Linked DNA regions of Zea mays: regions 1, 3 and 4 are each linked to region 2. Evidence: chromatin contacts called from public Hi-C data. All regions are on one chromosome and are shown on one strand. The core of a region is the stretch at or near the end of the contact, and the rest is flanking DNA. Distances in the headings are between cores, read along the strand shown.

Region 1 (2,700 bases), core at 97-2,596, 150 kb after region 2:
ATTCCGTTCAAGTCCATGCATAATTTGCCCGGCATGCTTGCTTACACGTCCATGCTAGAACCTACATGCTCCATGCGAGCACACAAGCGCGGTAGCAGCGTTTTCGTATGGGTTACATAAACAAAACACTATATCGTTTCATATAGATTTTAATACTTGAGCATTTCCTATGCAGCCCGTGAGCATGGGATAATTTTTTTAGTAGGAAAAGAAGAGACACTAAATACATTTTGCCACTTTTACAGGGGTGAGTGGCATATAAAATACCATATCAATAACATGTGATTAAGTGGTTTTCGTAAAGATGGCAAAGAATTAAGAGCCCCCCTTAGAAGAGATTGTCTCCAGCAAGTGCAGAGATAGATAAACTCGTACAAACTACACATGGTAAACCCCATTCAAGTGCGACCTTGAGCAGAACGTGGTGGCAGATCATAGCACTCCTTGGCCAGGCGGACACACTGCAACCAATGCAGCACCTCCGAATTCGGGTCCTTCTCCGGAACCACATCTCTAACAGTAATCTGGATCGCACCACGATACGAGGCGATCTTCCCTCGCACCCTCAAGAGGGTGCCTAGACGCACCTCCTCTGACATTTTCAGCGCCATCTCTGCAGTAGGATCATGGTCTGACGATGGCCCAGAGGACGTCCTAGCATTCAAGTACTGGTGGTTCAGCCACAGGATGCACGGCACACACCCAGTGCCGTCGTCGACCAGGAAGCGGAGGAACTTCTCCCTGCGGTCACGCGAGACGACGACTCCGACGAGCTCCGCACGCGCAACCCTACGGCCGCAGCGGAGGAACGTCGTCGGAGAGGTGTGCCGTACGGTTAAGGAGAGAAGGTCCGCGGCGAGAATCTTGACGTGCACGAGATGGAGAGGTTGGTCCATTCTGCCAGTTTCAGGAGAGAGATGTTACAGCCTTACACACAGGAGCTCCGATGCTGTTTACAAACAGGATGAACACAGACCGCCTGCATTGATGACTGCTCATCCAAATCACAGGGAACAATATGCACTGCTGATTCCCATTTCCTATCGAATGCCAAAGTAGATAGCTACCATCGGCCTGTATCAATCCACGCGGTTTCGGTTTGATTCGGTCGGCCCTTCCTTCGAACAGCTAAGTGCAGTTCAAAATCCCCCCCGAACCACCATAGCCCCATAAAACATAAAATAAACTGCCGACAGAGAAGAGCCAACGAAGGATGAATCCTTACTCAGAATTACACGAGAGGCGGAAGCGATGGAGCGGGAAGGGCTTAGCATCGACGCCGGACCGCCGCGCGCACGAGAGGCGCGGTGGCGACCGGGAGCTTGGTGAAGACGCAGCACGCGGACGCAGCGCCGGCGAGTTGGCGGCCGCTAATAAGGAGCGCCTGAGCGAGACGTGCAAGTGCAACGGCCCATCTGAGATAACGGCCTGGGCATATGGCAGCCTGCTCGCAGCCCAATGGAGCCACAGCCCATTGAAACACGAGGCCCAAGTCAAAGGAAGGTACCAGCGACATGCTTTCGTTGGACTCTCCGCCGGGCGCCGGAGAGGCGGGGACCGGCGAGTCCACCATCCCATTCCCGTACCACCCGCTTCTTCCAACTCCAACTCTCCAAGGCGCTGTGCTGGCTGCTGGCCTGCTGCTACCGACTGCCGCAACTGCTCCGCATCCCGGCCTTGATTAGCAGCAGTTACGCCCGCGCAGGACAGCGGCCTTGATTAGCGAAGTATTCCTTTGCCCTACCTCTCTCCCTACCCCGTTCCGACGCGGCGGCCGTTGAGCACCTGCCCGGAAGCTATAGCTTCGGCCATGGCCCAAGATGCCGGCGACGGCGGTGGGGAACTCCCGCCGCCCGTAAAGAAGAAGTCACCGGCGGAGGAGGAGGCCGAGAAGAGGTCAGTCCCAGTTCGCCCCCTCGGGGTTCCGAAGCATGCAGGGTCGAATTGCGGGACTTAGTATTTGTTTCCATTATTAATCCGGCTGTAGAATTTTGCAATTCAGACATTCCTTTCGTTCGTTGAACTACTGCTGCTTGCTTGTGATCACGCCATGTTTCTGTTGCACTGCAGGAGGAAGAAGCTTACACCTGGGAGCTTAATGAAGGGCATTATACGGTCTGGGAGCGGTGATGCCACCCCTGCAGAGGGCGATCAGGTTGAAAGGACTGCCTGCCCTCTCTGCCTTCATATATCGTGCAATGAAATTGTGGAAGTGCATACAATCAGGAACGTGTGTTTCCCTCTGCAGCCGAACCACTGTTTGATGTTGATTGATGAGCAAGGACGTTTGGAACTTTAGTTGTACTTGATCGAGTAAATCATCCAACAATTTGTGTAATTGGCTATTGGTTCTTACATAGAATGACCCTATTTGTGGCACAAGTTTTTGGTGTAATGCCGAGATCATCCATTAACTGACATTTTCTATTGTGTCCTGTAAATACACATTAACAGAACTTATCCTAATGGTCAAATGAAACTCTTGTGTTGGATTGTTCATACATACTACATATAGCACATATTCCTTTTTTTTTCAGGACTACACATTTTACACTGTTGATGGCAGCACTTTTTGCTGACCCTCATAATGGCTTTTGCACAGTCCTGTTTTTATTACTGTGGACATGAGGAATTTTAGATGGTCAGATTAAATATATCTCATTGTAATAATTGTGCAGGTTATACTTCATTGCACTACTC
Region 2 (2,768 bases), core at 118-2,617:
CACTCTTCTAGTTAACATCGTCACGCGTACCTACTACTGCCTATTCAAAGCAAACGGTGGTTATACGTACCATGCATACAGGAAACTGCCGGCTGCTTTGTGTACAGTGTACAGTATGTCGGTACCCATCGCCCGATAGATCTCGTCCAACCAGCATTTAAGACAGGGATGATAATAGAATCTAAATTCTACGCTATAAAATTTAATGGTTGGATTATATTGAGATCAGACTATTTTTTTATTTTTAACTAAAACTAGTTAAGGAATCAAACAAACTGGGCATTTGGACTGTGATCCGTCACCGCCGTACAACCTAGCATTAATTTGCAGGAATTCCCTCTATGGATACAGACATGCACACAGATGCAGCGCACGCGGCATGGCGTGGCCCAGACAGAACGATGAGTTTCCTGCCTCTCGAGACTCTGGTTCAATCCAATCTCTCTCTCTCTCTCTCTGAAGAGTGAAGACAGAGCACGTTCCGGTTTCAGGACACAATCAGCGCTTCTCACCATATAAAAATCAGGGAAGTACGTGCATGCAAGCGACTCTGGAACAGGACTGCTGATATATAAGCTACAAGGGTCTCCAGGCACTCATTAGAGAAGTGCGTATGTGATCGACACGAGGACACGTACGGTGCAATATACTCTCACTGATTGCGTTTTTGTTTTTGTTTTTGTTTTTCTTTTATGACAGTGCAACGGGGGACCAACAGCCCCCACCTGACGGGATCGATTCTAGATTTCAGAGAAATAAGGTTCAGTTCAGTTACATGTATGTTGGGGATGGGGGGAGATATGAGCAGAGAGGAAAAAAAGATATTACATGATCAGGGTGATGATTACATGCTACTAAAGATATTTTAACGGTGGACAGTGGACTGGCACGCCAAACTTCGCATATAGCGCAGCGGCTAGTTCATTTTTCGCGTGGCCCGCCCACCGGCCCACCCACCGCGTCGAGCTGCCCTGGGTTGACAAAATAACGACCGAGATCCAACAAATCTACTGTCGGCCCAAGTATCATGTGAGCTTTTAGTTATACATCATATCTTTCGTAATCAAAATTAGCTGGGCCCAGAACGTCGAACGGCCCATTCACCGAAGACTCCCAGGACAAGCAGCGCAACTAGCGCGAGTCGATGTTTCTAAAAAGAAAAAAAAAATAACGAGTCGATGACTCCCCCCATAATTTCCTTTTTCTCGTCCCCGTCGAATCCGCATCGTGGAGCAAATCCACCGGAATCCGGACTGGATTGGATTGCGGCATCCATTCCATTCGCATTCGCATTCGCGTTATGCATTCCAATCGCGGCCGCCGTCGCTATCCTCGTAGCACTCGGCCGTGCTTTGCTCGGCCCACCCAACCCCGTCCCTATCGCCCCCCATCGTCTCCCTCACCACCAGTCACCACCGCCAGCTCCCCGCCTCTGCCTCCTCCAGGCGACCAGGCCCCCAGCTTTGGCGTCGACGGACAGATACAGCGGCGCCATTTCCAAAGAGAGACACAGATCGCGCTGCCCAAGGAAAAGAAGCCGCGCCTTCTCCCCTCTCCCTTCTTTCTTCCCTTTTATTGACGGGATCGTCCGCCGGTTCCATTCCAACACTAATTCCTCACGGGGGTTCCATTTGGATTCGGCCTGGATCCGCGAGATCAAGAAAAACGCCTGCAATTAAACTGCCAAGATTAACAAGAAAAATATAACCAACCTTGATTGGCTGCAATAATCTTTCTTCAAAAAAAAGGAGAGAGCCTTCGGCGGCGGCCGATCTTGGCTCGGATGGCAGCGCCGCCGCAGCCGCTGGCGTCGCTGGACTACTGGCGGTGCTTCTTCAGCGGCGCGCGGGCTAGCATCTTTGACGCCATCGACGCCGCCATCCGAGTAGCCGCCGCCGACCACCCCGACGCCCTCCGCGCGCGCCGCGACGCCATCGCCGAGCGCCTCTACACCGCGATTGTCGCGCTTCCTGCAACACAGGAGGCGCCGGGGCAGTCCACCCCGGGCCAGCCGGCGCTCCTCCTTCCCGAGGGCGCCGCCAGCGTGCCCAGCCTCTGCAGCTCGGACCGCGCCGAGGTCGTCAACAACGACGGCGGCGGCGCGCCGCTGACCAACAGCGATGACGACGTGGTCGCCGAGGCGTTCCGTATCAAGGCGGCTCTCTCCAATGCCCAAGACAAGGTTCGCCCATTGTTTGTTTGTTGATTCTGTTCCTGATTTGTTGGTGTTGGCATCAACCGCTTCTGTCTGATCGATTTTGTTGTGGGTTCAACTGTCCTGCAGTCGGAGGCCGAGTTGCTAGAGCTTCTGGGGAGGCTGGGGCAGCTGGAATTCACGGTGGACGCCATCAGGGTGAGCCGTGATGAGAGTGAACCTACCGCTGCATGTGCTTGCTTGATGAACTCTTCTATGTGCCGTCCTTCATATATCTCGAATCACTTGTATAGGCTACTGGGATTGGAATGGACGTGAGACCGTTGCGAAAGCATGGCTCGAAACAGATTCGGCAACTCGTCCGATCGCTCATTGAGTAAGCTACTTGTGCTTTTCCTTGCCCAAAAATGTCTATTTGTTTATACAAAAGTGCTTCACGTACTATCCATCCCTGCGACCAACATTAATCTACGGCTATTGCTGTCTTTTATTCTGAACTAATGAATCATGAGCTATTAGTACTAGTCATATCTGAGTGTACCACTGGAGTCATGTATGCAGCAGTGTTTTTGTTTAGATTACCTGGCTATCATTTTAGGCACTGGTTTGTTCT
Region 3 (2,715 bases), core at 6-2,505, 200 kb before region 2:
CGGCCGGGCCCCACCTGGATCGCCTACGTACGCACAGGCACAGCATTGTTGGTGGGAAATGAGAAGCAGCAGTTGCTTCTTGCAAAGTCTTTGCAACTACACAAGCAAGCGTTTAAGAGGCCGTACGTGACAGGCTGAAGCAGCATGAGTGAATGAATGGATGGATGGATGAATGAATAATAAAGGTCAGTGAGAAGCCCAGAATTTTGGTTGGGGGAAAGTTTGAGATTTGGCAAAAGGCTGCAGTGCATGTTGCCAGCCGGGTCAGAGAATCTGCACGATGGCTCAGGAGTGAAGATTATCATGTTAGGTCCTCTACACTAGCCGGTTAACAGTAATCGAGGTAGGGTTAATCTTAATCGTCTAACCGCGCCTCTGATCAGGGGCCTATTCTAACCATTGGTTGCAGCCTCCGGTCACACGACACCATATAAATAGATTAAGGGGCCAACGGGTTTAGCCAACGCTAATCACTCGACCACAAAACTCTAATCGACACTTTGAGATGAACCAATCCCCTAGGTGCTCGGAGTGACTGGAATTGCTGTGACTATGTCTCAGATCCCCGTCATCCCATCGGGATATGAGATTCCTCCTGCAGGCAACATTGGAGGAGCTGATCCACCGTCGATTAACGACGGGAACCAATCTCCTCGACACCAGCAGGGAGATCGAGAAAGAGGAGGAGGCAGGTCTACACTGCAAGACGCCGCCGTCGTAATGATGGCTAGGAACAACAACGATGATATGTTTACCTTACCTCTCAGTAGAATAGATCTACTCATCATCGAAGTATTTTAGACACAGATTGGTATTTTAGGGACTTAGGAGTCGATTCTAAGCACCAAAGAATCTAACACATGAGCTGGCCACCCACACGTACTCAAGAGCAAGAAGCATGAAGATCACTATATTATTCCCAAATCCCGCACAGAGGAAGAAGAAGAGCACATGACATGAGAGATGGAAGAACGTTCTGAATCTTGCATTGGACCGCAGCCGCAAGCAAAGCAACAACACCACGTCGTACCTGGTTCGTCCTCACTTGTTGTTGTCGAACAGGTCGATCGGATAATCAACGGAGGCAGGCAGCTAGGAGATGCAGCAGCTACGTCTGCCTGCTCGGCACCAAGAGGGATGATAAATCAAGAGTAGCAAGCAGGCTGCAGTGTGACGTACGTCGCGGGAAGAAGAGAGGAAGAACTGGCGAGAGGCCGAGCGAGGCCTGCGCTTTGCTTGCTTATGCAAGTCTGCGACGGCTGGGGTTTGCTTATGCAAGTCTGCGCTTTGCTTGCTTATAATGCAGGTTTCTTTTCCATATGGAAATATAAACTCAAATAAGCCCTGCGCCATGGCCATGCATGCATATGTACCTGCTGCATGGCGTGAGCCACCGAACTGCGCTGCGCCAGCCATCCACCGTATATATCCCCATCACGCACAGACAAAGTATGAATTGGAGGCCCTCGATCATCCGGCCAGTCAAAGAAACGCTTCCAGCTTCCTCCCTCGTCGTGGCTGTTTCCTTTTTTCCATCTTCGCCGTCCCAATCGTCCGTACGCGCGTTACACAACTAATAAGCCACGAAGCCATCACAACTTTACGAAATTAAATTTTAAAACACCGCGTTACGGTGTACCGATGTCTTGTCTCGTGGACTTTAATTTGATGTATTTTGTTGTTCTCTAGAACGCCAACCCGTGCAGTGGACCCGATCGGTTTGACCTAATACTCTCTACCGTTTCCTTATTAAAACCGGTGACATGCATTTTGCACCGACGGCTACTTAAACTAATCACCAGTTAAATACACTTTATAATAGCGACTACTCACCAGTTAAATACACTTTATAATAGCGTCTGTCTTTACTGAATAGGGTCTGATTCTAATCCGATTCGATACTTAAAGTTTGTAGTGTAAAATCTACAACATATTAACACCCCTAACCACATGTGCCTTGGATTTATTATAATGGTGGTTTAATAAAATACTCATCTGTAATAGAACTGCTATATATAAATGTTGCTTCACTCTCTCCCACTGGAACTAGCTGAGCCACATTCTATTGGTGGCCATATACATAGGAAACTAAAAGCTCCGACCATAGTTTTTGGTGATTGATACAACTTATATATGGACTAACATCTACTCTAAATATTATGAATGAGATATTACGTAAGAATAACATCCATGGTAAGGATAGTGATGGCCACAAAAAAATGACCAATTGTTCAACATGAAAAAAGAGGAAGAAGAACAATAAAATACAAGAACACAAGGTACACATGTATAAGGTACGGTATTTTATTTTGTCAATCAAGACGTAATAGGGTGCTTGATTAGATTTAGAATAAGTAGTCATACTATAAAGAGAGAAACTAAAAGTCTAGTATGATTACTTAATTAAGATGCCACTAGGTGAATTAATTCCATATATATCCATTGGACCAAGTTAAGTCATGAAACTCCATCTTATATATAATTGAAAATAAGGTACTCATATATAAAAGTGTGAGAGAGATATTGGAGTTAGCACGCATGGAAATGATAGAAGACAAAGGGTTAGAAGACATTTTGAATAGGTGTTTGAAGCGCACTAATCCTCTGGGACTCAAATGTGATACAATTACTAGTCTCAGTAGGCTAGTAAACACATTTATACATCAGGTAGTTCCAGATCTTCTTAAACGAGTCTGAAGTCGCCTAGGGGGGGTG
Region 4 (2,700 bases), core at 101-2,600, 220 kb before region 2:
GCCTCCCATCCTGGTGAAGCTTCTCACTTCACCAAATGAAGATGTCCGTAAACAAGCATGTTAGAAAACAAATTATCATTATTTGAATTGCGCACACATTTCATGTTATTAGTGTAAATTTGTGAGATATTGGGGTTGATGATATATATGTTGTTCGTTTTCATGTAATCTTTGTGCACTAACATTTATTGAATAATTTGGATGACGTCGTAACACATGAGCACATAACTAGAGAAGGTACCAACCAAAAGTATGTGCATGAACAGAGATCAAACATTTCAAAGTTTCTTCATAATCTAAAAATACATAAATGTGTGTTTGATTTACCAGAACATGTAAAGTATCATATTCAACATTTTTAATCCAGGGTTAAGATATCCTGGGTTCACATATCCTACTTTCATGACATTGTGCAATTACATCTAATATATTTGCCTTCTTTCGTCTAGGTACTGGTTTCATCATATACATGATCTTTCTTAAACAAAAAGGAATAATTCTCTAACCTCACATAATGGTGTACAATGATGAAAATGGATTTGGGATAGATGCGGTCATAGGGTTAGCGACATGAGCTCCGTGAGCCCGCCCATCGTGGACGGGATCTGGCCATGCACGTCGTCCGCGCCGTCAATGAAGACGATGTTTACACGCTGGCCCGACGTCGTTGCACCAAAAGTGGTCCCACGCGCAGTAGTTGGGTAGCACATGCTTCATGTTCAGCAGCGCGTGCAGCTCGCGAGGTGAGCAGGACCACGTCGTGTTGCGGACGCTGCAATGAGCAGGAAGACAACGAGGAAGATGGTGGTGGTGGACGCCATTGCGCTCGTGTGCTAGGACCTAGGAAGATAGCCGTGCATATCATAGTGATGTTTATCGTTAACTTTTAAACATCGTGGCAAAACACGGACACTTACCTAGTCCCTAGATAAAAGCCCAGTCCGACAATTGAAGTGTCTCCATTCTCTAATGAGGAATTTGTATTTTTGACACCTTAAGTAAGTGATTTTGCACAATTGACACTCTAAAATTAATTTCGTAAATTTGATACCCACATCATTGTCACTTTGATTTATTTGTCATTTTATCTTTTAATAGTTTTCTTTTCTTTTTTCTATTTTCTAAAATATAAAAGGACTAATATATCCTTTCTTGTTTATAAATTTGCCGCAGATGTGCTCTTTCACTTATTAAAAGAGTACCACATTCTCAATTTGCCGCAGCGGTGGCTTTATTAGTACGTTAAATACGAGAAATGGTATATTATATTTATTCCTTCCATATCTCAGAAAATGGGAAAATAAAAAAACTATTAAAAAGTGCGTGTCAGATTTACGAATTTAATCTTTAGAAATTAGAATGTCAATTGTGCAAAGCCAGTTATTTAGGGTGTCAAAAATACAAATTTCTCCTCCCGAACACCCTACTCGTTCTCCCCCATCGGCGCCGCTACGACCAGCGTTTGAGCCACTCGCCGCCGCGCACGATCCTCCACGCCTTGCTCCAGTCCTCGTCGGCACGCCTCCTTCCCAACCCTAACCCTAGCACTAGCAGTCAGTCGAGCGGCGGCAAGTCAAGGGTCTGTCGAGCGGGCCGGCGGCGAAGAAGTGTCTAGCGAGGCGAGTCAGGTGCAGGGGGACCCACCCGCAGCGGTGGCGTGAAGCGCGTTTGACTGGATCGACCAGGTTGGCGGCTAAACAGAGGAGGTTGCTTGTTTGTTTTCTCCGTCCGGCTGCGGTTTTCCTTTGACTGGATCGATCAGATTTGCCGGCGGCGGCAGCGGTCCCCCGGCAAAGGCGTGGGGATCCCTGCCGGGATGGAGGTGCCGTGGCTGCTGCTGGTGCACGGGTCAGTGACGGCGCTGGTGGTGGTGTCGTTCCTCTGCGGGCAATGGCCCATCTTCGAGGGCACCTTCATCCAGAGCATCAACCACTTCCTCACCTTTGGGGCCTACCACTACCTCCTGTACGTTCTAGCGCCTCCCTTCCCCCTATCCTTCCTTTCACTCCTGCTCCTGCTTAGTGAGTGAGGGAATTGTTCCTGCAGGCGGTTTGTGCAGTCTGTGTGCGGCACTGGGGCTAGGGATCTCGTCCTCGGTGTCGAGGGATACTGCTGCGACCGACCCAACCCGATATTGCAGGTACATGCCATTCATCCGTACTTGAATTGCCAACGTGTCTTGAATTATCAATGTTGGGGATAACTGTTTATGTCGAAATATGATGTAGTTGTGATGGAAGGTTAAGTTGTCTGTTTTGAGTATTGGAATACCGCTTGATGCTGAATGGCTGTTAGTTGTTGCTTGAGATAGCGGCATTGATCGATAGCTAGGGGATTGATGGTGGGTTCTCGGTTGGTAGCTCCAATGCTCGGTTGACTACTTGACTCTGCAAACGAGGAGTTTTTTCAAGGACCAGAATGTGGACGATCAAGTATGTTAGGGCTTGGGTTTCTTATTTGGTTGCCCATTATTATAAATATCCTACATTTGGTAAACCTGCTATACAGTAAACATGCAACCAAAAGCTGCTGATTAAGGGAGTGGTTTATGTTCTTCGGATTCTATGAAATTAATAAAGGCTTTGTGCTTGTGCTAAGTGAAAGCAGTGGCGAATCTTAGGTTAGAATATACATGGTTTAGGGAATGTCGGGGGGGGGGGGGGGGATCTAAATCTTCATTAGCAAAATATACTAAGACAC

Evidence for each region. Hi-C and Micro-C count contacts between places; a contact is called where the count stands out from the background.
Region 1: a contact with region 2 is called in a Hi-C map of ear, with 5 times the contacts expected there. The contact joins the promoter of LOC100285101 here to the promoter of LOC100501416 in region 2. A contact is called at or near these places in 3 of 25 Hi-C or Micro-C datasets (ear, leaf and tassel) and 1 of 3 datasets of contacts at active chromatin or transcription factors (leaf).
Region 3: a Hi-C map of leaf shows a contact between it and region 2, with 4 times the contacts expected there. The contact joins the promoter of LOC100277054 here to the promoter of LOC100501416 in region 2. A contact is called at or near these places in 2 of 25 Hi-C or Micro-C datasets (bundle sheath and leaf).
Region 4: a contact with region 2 is called in a Hi-C map of leaf mesophyll, with 2.0 times the contacts expected there. The contact joins the promoter of LOC100284321 here to the promoter of LOC100501416 in region 2. A contact is called at or near these places in 2 of 25 Hi-C or Micro-C datasets (leaf and leaf mesophyll).

What each region holds. Positions count from the first base shown.
Region 1 is chr9:133,316,885-133,319,584 of Zm-B73-REFERENCE-NAM-5.0, reverse strand. LOC100285101 (OB-fold nucleic acid binding domain containing protein) reads right to left here and starts at 1,346. Exons shown (of 2, transcript NM_001157996.2): 1 at 1,226-1,346; 2 at 202-897. The coding sequence starts at 896. The coding sequence ends at 399. It overlaps LOC100282570 (peptidyl-prolyl isomerase PASTICCINO1), which reads left to right and starts at 1,553. Exons shown (of 20, transcript NM_001155478.2): 1 at 1,553-1,896; 2 at 2,071-2,155; 3 at 2,679-2,700. The coding sequence starts at 1,811.
Region 2 is chr9:133,464,757-133,467,524 of Zm-B73-REFERENCE-NAM-5.0, reverse strand. It overlaps LOC100501416, which reads left to right and starts at 1,367. Exons shown (of 8, transcript NR_156725.1): 1 at 1,367-2,182; 2 at 2,285-2,353; 3 at 2,449-2,531.
Region 3 is chr9:133,667,000-133,669,714 of Zm-B73-REFERENCE-NAM-5.0, reverse strand. LOC100277054 (P-loop containing nucleoside triphosphate hydrolase superfamily protein) reads right to left here and starts at 1,255. Exons shown (of 7, transcript NM_001150722.2): 1 at 1,031-1,255; 2 at 1-23.
Region 4 is chr9:133,686,077-133,688,776 of Zm-B73-REFERENCE-NAM-5.0, reverse strand. LOC100284321 reads left to right here and starts at 1,350. Exons shown (of 10, transcript NM_001157216.2): 1 at 1,350-1,965; 2 at 2,047-2,140. The coding sequence starts at 1,817.